Linked DNA regions of Gossypium hirsutum: region 2 is linked to region 1. The links are chromatin contacts, called in public Hi-C maps. All regions are on one chromosome and are shown on one strand. The core of a region is the stretch at or near the end of the contact, and the rest is flanking DNA. Distances in the headings are between cores, read along the strand shown.

Region 1 (3,223 bases), core at 390-2,889:
CTTTCAAGCCATGTGAGGTTGATGATAGGAAAGTTGATGTAAAGTTTCTGCTGGAATTTGGCAATTGTTTTATTTTAAGCTTCGATCATATTTTTTACGGGTGAATAAGAGATTAGAGGGGAAGTGTAGAAGCTTCAGAAAAGACATATCCATTGAGACATGCTGTAAAACGACCTTTTAAATTTTTCCAACAGGTTTTGGTTTTTTGTTTTTTATTTCCAACTTCCAATACGAGTAAAATACGGAATTCAGTCCCCCAGGGTCTTTAATTATGATGGATTCATCTCAATTACTCACTACTTACCTAATTATTTTTAATTTTTATGATACAAAAATAAATAATTTGTATTTAAAATTGTAAAAGTAACTTAAACATGTTATGTCAATTTATTTTTTTTAATGAAATACTATATAATAGTTATTAATTATTTTAAGAGTAAATTCCAGAACTAATTGAAATTAAGTTTTTTTATTAGTCTAATAATAAATTTAACTCTTTAATATTTACATATTCTATTAATTTGATCTTAAATAAAAAATTTAATAAATTTAGCTTTAATGTTCACAAAATTTGTATCTTAGTTCAAATTTTAAAAAAATTAATAAGTTTAGCCCTCAATATTTATGGGCCGAGTTCAGACAAATTTGAGTTGAACCTAGATAATAGGCTTTTAAAAATTATCTTTACTTAGTTCAACTCGACCTTGAAGTATATTGACATTTTATTCAATCCGAACCTTACATAAAATAAAGTAATTTGGGCTTATAAGATTAATTTTTCAATAAAAATGTAATTACATTAAACAAATTTTTTATTTTAATAAACCACCATTTTAATCTATCTACCACAAATTTTTGGGGTTCATTGCTGTTACAATTGAAGTTAGAGAAAAATGGGAACAAAAGAAATGGCCGACTCCAGGGGCATGGGCATGAATTCCTGGTGCTTGAATGGCCGCCTCCAGGGACGTGGTTGTTGCTAATGAATGGCGTTATGAATACTTGGTACTTGAAAGCTTGTGATAATTAGGCTCAAATCTGCAACCTACTTTTTTCACTATAAAAAGAAAAAAAAAATGGCAGAACAGAAATAGGACATTTGAGGGAAGGATGAGATGAACTGCTAGTTTTAGCAAGGGGAGCTGAGGGCAGTGCTAGTGGTGAGGGGCCGGAGATGCTGCTGGGGCTGCTGCTGGGGCTGCTGCTGGAGCTGGAGTTTGAAAATTTTTATATTTAAAATAAATATTAAAGGGTTAAATTTATTATTAAATATAAAAAAACTTTATTAAATGCTGATTTTTTCTTTAAAAGGGTTAAATTCACAAAATTTATAAATTTTTTAGAATTCAAGATTTATTTTTTTATAAATATTGAGAGCTAAATTTATTGAATTTAGTAGAATTTAAATTAAAATTACGAATTTTATGAATATTAAAAATTAAATTTATTAAATTTATTATATTTAAAATTAAATTAATAAAATATGTAAGGATTAATTCTATTATTAGACGAATAAAAAACTAACATCAACCTCTCATCACTTATATAATAATGACAAAAATATTTAATTTATTAAATAAAAATAAAAATAATTAAATGATAAAAATAGAATAAAATCAATAATTTGGTCACCATTTTTATACTTTACCCCTCAAAAATCAATTTGATGACTCTATTCGAACCAATATACTTGCTTGTTTCCGGTTCAACCCGTCCCTGGTCGGTTTGTTCCGGTTTCTACAGTAGAGGACGTTGGTGTTTCTACATTAGGTTACGACCTTTTTCTCCTTTACTTTTTGGCTTTCTACCGGGAAAAGGAAACTGCAGCTCTCTCTTCTCTCTCGATTTGCGACCACTTCTTCTTCTCCCTTTTTCTTTCACGCGTAACTTGCGTCTTCGTCTTACGTATAATCCAATTTCCAACTGTTCAAGAGGCCAGGTACTGTTACTTCATTGTATTATATATATATATATTAAATTTTCAGTTGTCTTTCAGAATTTACTTGTTTATTTCTTTGTATTATTTGGTCTTATATTTTCCTTTTCTACATATTTCTGATTTGTCCCCGTCACTCTGTTTTCTCTTTAATTTTATGAATACTTTTTGGAAATTTAATAGGGCAGTGTATCGGTGGGTTATTAAAGCATTAATTTTAACCTTGTAATTTAGCCTTTTTATTTCTTGTTTTCTCTATATTGTTGTGAATTTTTTATAATCTAAGCCTTTTATAACGCTGATTATACAAATTTATTTACTCAAGAAGCAATTATTTGCGATTTTTTAGAAGAATTTGTTTTATTCATTGTTAAGGTTGTAAAGAGGAAATGGATGCCCAAGGGAGGAACAAGGCGTTGTTTCGCGCCAAATTGAATGCACAAAAGAAGGAGAAGCGCATAGATTCTCCCCTTATCAGGTAAATTTATCACTTTATTACAATATACTTTAGCCATGAAATGAAAATATTATGTCCTGGCAATGCTTTTCTATTTTGTTTTTTTTTCTTGTAATATATATTTTTTGCTTTTCAATGTCTGTTTTCTAAAGGATTGGTCCGAAATATATCCTTCTGGAACTTGGGGTAAGGGGTAATTTTCTGTGGGGAAAATTTTGTCACGCTTGCATTGGATTTCTTCTTGCTTCTTGAAATGACTCTCAAATGTTATGATTATTTTCATGGTTATGTTCTAAAATTAGATCTTTTTTTTTCTTGAGGATGTTGCTTCTAAGTTTTTGGAGGCTTGTATAAAGTCTATACTTGTCATTGTCTATTAAGTGTACAATGTGAACGGATGAAAACATAATTTTAATTGGTACTTCTTTTGGTATAATTTCTTTAAATCTGCCTCATTGTTCTATATATAGAGTGTTAATGGTGGTTTTGATTTTCATCTTCTAAAGTTGGTTGCTATATAATACTTAAATTAGTTATGTTTTGTTTTTTGACTGTAATTTCTCTTTCTTTGCTTTTCCACATGCAGTTACAATGAATCTGACCAACCTGTCTGCCGGGTTTGTGATGTCGTTTTGAAATCTGTATCCCATTGGGATGCACACCAAGCTTCTCGTAAACATCATGAGGTAATGTCTGTTTCCCTGTATGACCCTCAGAATCTTGACAAAAACTCTCTGCCTAAGGTAGGTTCAAAATGCTGTTATAATGCTAATGTGAGAACTCACCAGGCATGTTCGATGATGCTGAGTGCCTTTGGGAGCAGTCTTTAG
Region 2 (3,640 bases), core at 941-3,440, 330 kb after region 1:
AATGTGGTGGAGGGTGAATGTTGTTAAATCCAAACGTTTTATAGTTGGCACCTTTTGGTGCAGCATCCGCTTTGTTTCACTATAAATGTATAATTATGAAATTCATTACCATATTCATAAATGTTGGATGCATCCATCCCTATTCTACCTTGTTCTATTTTAATTTAATTTTTTCTATTTATTTTTAATATTTTCAAAAACATTTGAACAATTTTTTCTATAAATCATTATTATATATTTTACCCTTTTAATAGTTAATAAGGATAAAATAATAATTTTGTATAGCGGAGCGAGGCAAATAATTACCATAATCACTTCATATTTACTATCTAAAAGAAAAAATTCACCCTACTCCATCCTGCATCTACTTTTCAAAAAATAAAAAGATCTACTTCATATGGATTGGATCGATTCAAAATCCATGAGACAGTTCGGACTTTACCATCCTTATACGAGATCAATAGAGTTATTATCAATAATGAAGTCTAATACTCCACATGTTTTATTTTTATTTTTTTAAATATAATGAAGTCACATGATATTATATTAATCTTTTAAATTTATTTATGTTTATTGGATCGAGTGATAATAAATTTGATATTCTTTAAAGAAAGTTTTTTGAGGATAGAAAAATTTAACATTAAAAGAGTTTTATCTTATTTACGAGCCTGATCAGACTCGATTTTGAATTTTATCATGATATAATATAACTATGGATGAACCTAAATATATTTTTTAAAATTTATATATATTTAAAAAAAACAAAAAAAAAACCCAAATCTACTAGTTACAGGGTTAGAGCAGTGGCACCAATTATTGTTTAATTTCCTTTTGTTTATGATACTGATAAGTGAAGGCAAAGTCAAAGGTGAAAGAATTATTAAGGATTAATTAATGTCACAAAACGTACAAAGCATGATTAATTGCACTAAAAAAACAGATGATTAATTAAATAATAATAATAAAGAAGTAATTAATTAAGATAAGATACGTAGGTAAGGCAAGCAGGGTAGCTTTTAATTAATGAGGGAAATTGTTGTGCGTGACGTGAACTAAGGGACAGCCAGCCCAAAGATGCTGCCTGTAGGAATTTCAGGGCACGCCTGCCTGCCCCCATTACTTCTATAAATCTCATTTACATAGTAAATTCTTTTTCAATTCCACTTCAATAATTTAAATATTCTAATATTCAACTCTAGTTTTTATATATTTTTTTGTTCCTCTTAATTAGTATTAGTAAAAAATTTGAAATTAATTTATATTTTATTCAGTAAATATGATTGGTTTTATCTTAAAATTTCAAAATAAATCTCTATCAGGTGTATCACTCTTTCTAACTTCATATTATTAAATAGCAGTTTAGACTAAAAGTCATTTTATTCTTCGTTCGAAATTAAAAGGTTAACACCAATAAATAGTTGAGTGTAATGCTAATACATATTGCACTCTTAAAAGGATAATTCAAGTTCGAATCTTGAAAAAGATATTAATGAGAGGATCAGTCACAAATCTTGAATGTAGACTGTAAATCTAAATTTTTTTAGAAAAAAATAAAAAAAAAGAAAAAAACAAAACAACCTTCTATAGTTAAGGTTGAATACAAAGAAGAAAATCGATAGTTAAGGTTGAATTTGTAAAAAAAAAAAAGAAGAAGTATCGGAGTGAGTCTATTTATCTAATTCTGATTTGACTATTTATTAATAAATATGTAGTTTTAAAATATAAATATTAATATACTTGTATATTTCAATATGTTTTCAAAATAAGTGGCATAAAATAAATTCAGACCAAAATACTTCACATACACATCTAATTATGAAACTAATTTTATTGAGTTTTGACATATAAATTTTTTAAAAAAATAGATAATTATGTAATATATTATTATTTTGTAATATTTTTGTTTCTGACATAAGCATTCAATTTCAATGAGTCCTAATTTTTTTTATTTTAACATGATTTAGTTATTATGAAATTTAAATAAAATTAGTTTTATAGATAAAAAATATTATTTCAATAAATTAAAAACATTATGTTTATTTTTCAGAAAACATATAATAATATTCATAAATTTAAGTCAATGATATAAAATAGTGGGAAAAAGACTAAATCTATATTTATTTATGATAATAGAAAGATAAAAATAATAATGGGGATTTCTTTTAAATTTTTTATAGGTGTATTTAGAAGAGAGAGGAAGAAATAAGGGCTAAAAACAAAAGAAAAAACCTAGAGAGAGAGTGTTTGTGTGTAAGAAAAAGAACAGAAAAAGAGGCAGCCATAGCCAAAAGAGCTCTTGTCGGCTTCGACCGAACATTGACGCAAACAAACTTATTTACACTGTTCGCCTCCCTCCTTTCTTCTTCCTTTTGTTTCTATTTTTTTTTTCTTTTCAATTACTTTGTATATTTTTTTTTTGGATCTGCTTTGTGTTTTCAAGCCTAATTTTTGTTTCTTTGGATCCTCCAGATTGAACAGAGAGCACTCAAAGGTAAGTTATTTTCCCCTCTTCAAATTAGTAAATTTTTGGGGGTACTTTGATTGCTCAGAAATGGAAGAAAATAGGGGAAGAAATGCTAATTTTCTGTTGCACTTGTTGACTGAAAATTTTGCTTACTGGTCACCAATTAGTTTTGTTCACTATTCCTCTTTTATATATATATATTTTGAGAAATAAAATATATAATTAGACCCTTTTTATCAGATCTCAGCTCATTTTTTTCATTCTTTTCTATCTTTCTCACATATGTGATACGTATGTGCGAAGATTGTGATTTCTGTAATTGCAGAATCGCCGGGTCTTTAGAGTCATTGAATTTATTTATTTATATTGTAAACAGCAGTTTGGATCATTAGAATTGTTGGGTTTCTTTTCACTTTTCATTTTTGTTGGTCCATTTCGTTGTTGTAGGGACTTGTTAATATTCGGGTTCCTATAAGGCTCAAAATAGGGTAGAGGTAGACTGACACAGAGGTAGCAATTAGTAATTAAGGGTTTTGATCAGTCAGCTTTGTAGGATAATCAGAACGAACAATAATGTAACCTCAATTGTAAATGCAATCTTAATTAATGGTTTTGCACTATATTTACATGTTTACTTCTATAAATTCAGTGTTGTATCCTTTAATACAACCAATCTTCAGCACAGGGTTTCCATTGAGTGATTGCTTTCTGCTGGTTTCTTTTGGAGGGCGTTTCTATGGCTTTTCCGGCATCAGAAATTCCATCTGCTGAACAACAAGCAGGTTTGTGTATTTTTACATGGTCTACATATTTTCCTAAGTTTTAAATGTGTCAAACTGAAATTTAGTTTCTTGGTATCACAAGATATTACGGTGACTTATTACTTTTTCTTAAATTTTTTCTTCCCTATCTCTTTTATGTGATCACAGATGATCCTTTATATCGTGAACTATGGCATGCCTGTGCTGGACCTCTTGTCACACTTCCTCGTGTTGGGGAGCGTGTTTATTACTTCCCACAAGGTCACATGGAACAAGTATGTCTACTGTACTGTAAATTTTTGAATCTGATATCTTTTTGATATTGATTATTTTTCGAAATTTAAGGCGATAGTCCACTTTGACGTGTTCTTAAAATGTTGGTTGGATTGGTTTGTGAACCTTTTTCATAGTGTTC

What was found. A called contact is a pair of places that touch in the nucleus more often than the background predicts.
Region 2: a contact with region 1 is called in a Hi-C map of leaf, with 4 times the contacts expected there. The contact joins the promoter of LOC107896654 here to the promoter of LOC107896662 in region 1. A contact is called at or near these places in 2 of 34 Hi-C or Micro-C datasets (both in leaf).

What each region holds. Positions count from the first base shown.
Region 1 is chrA10:93,049,685-93,052,907 of Gossypium_hirsutum_v2.1, forward strand. It overlaps LOC107896662 (zinc finger protein 830), which reads left to right and starts at 1,640. Exons shown (of 9, transcript XM_016821880.2): 1 at 1,640-1,939; 2 at 2,312-2,414; 3 at 2,980-3,079. The coding sequence starts at 2,326. LOC107896663 (protein STICHEL) reads left to right here. Exons shown (of 6, transcript XM_016821882.2): 6 at 1-215.
Region 2 is chrA10:93,375,774-93,379,413 of Gossypium_hirsutum_v2.1, forward strand. LOC107896654 (auxin response factor 1) reads left to right here and starts at 2,191. Exons shown (of 16, transcript NM_001399833.1): 1 at 2,191-2,342; 2 at 2,470-2,491; 3 at 3,150-3,246; 4 at 3,394-3,500. The coding sequence starts at 3,201.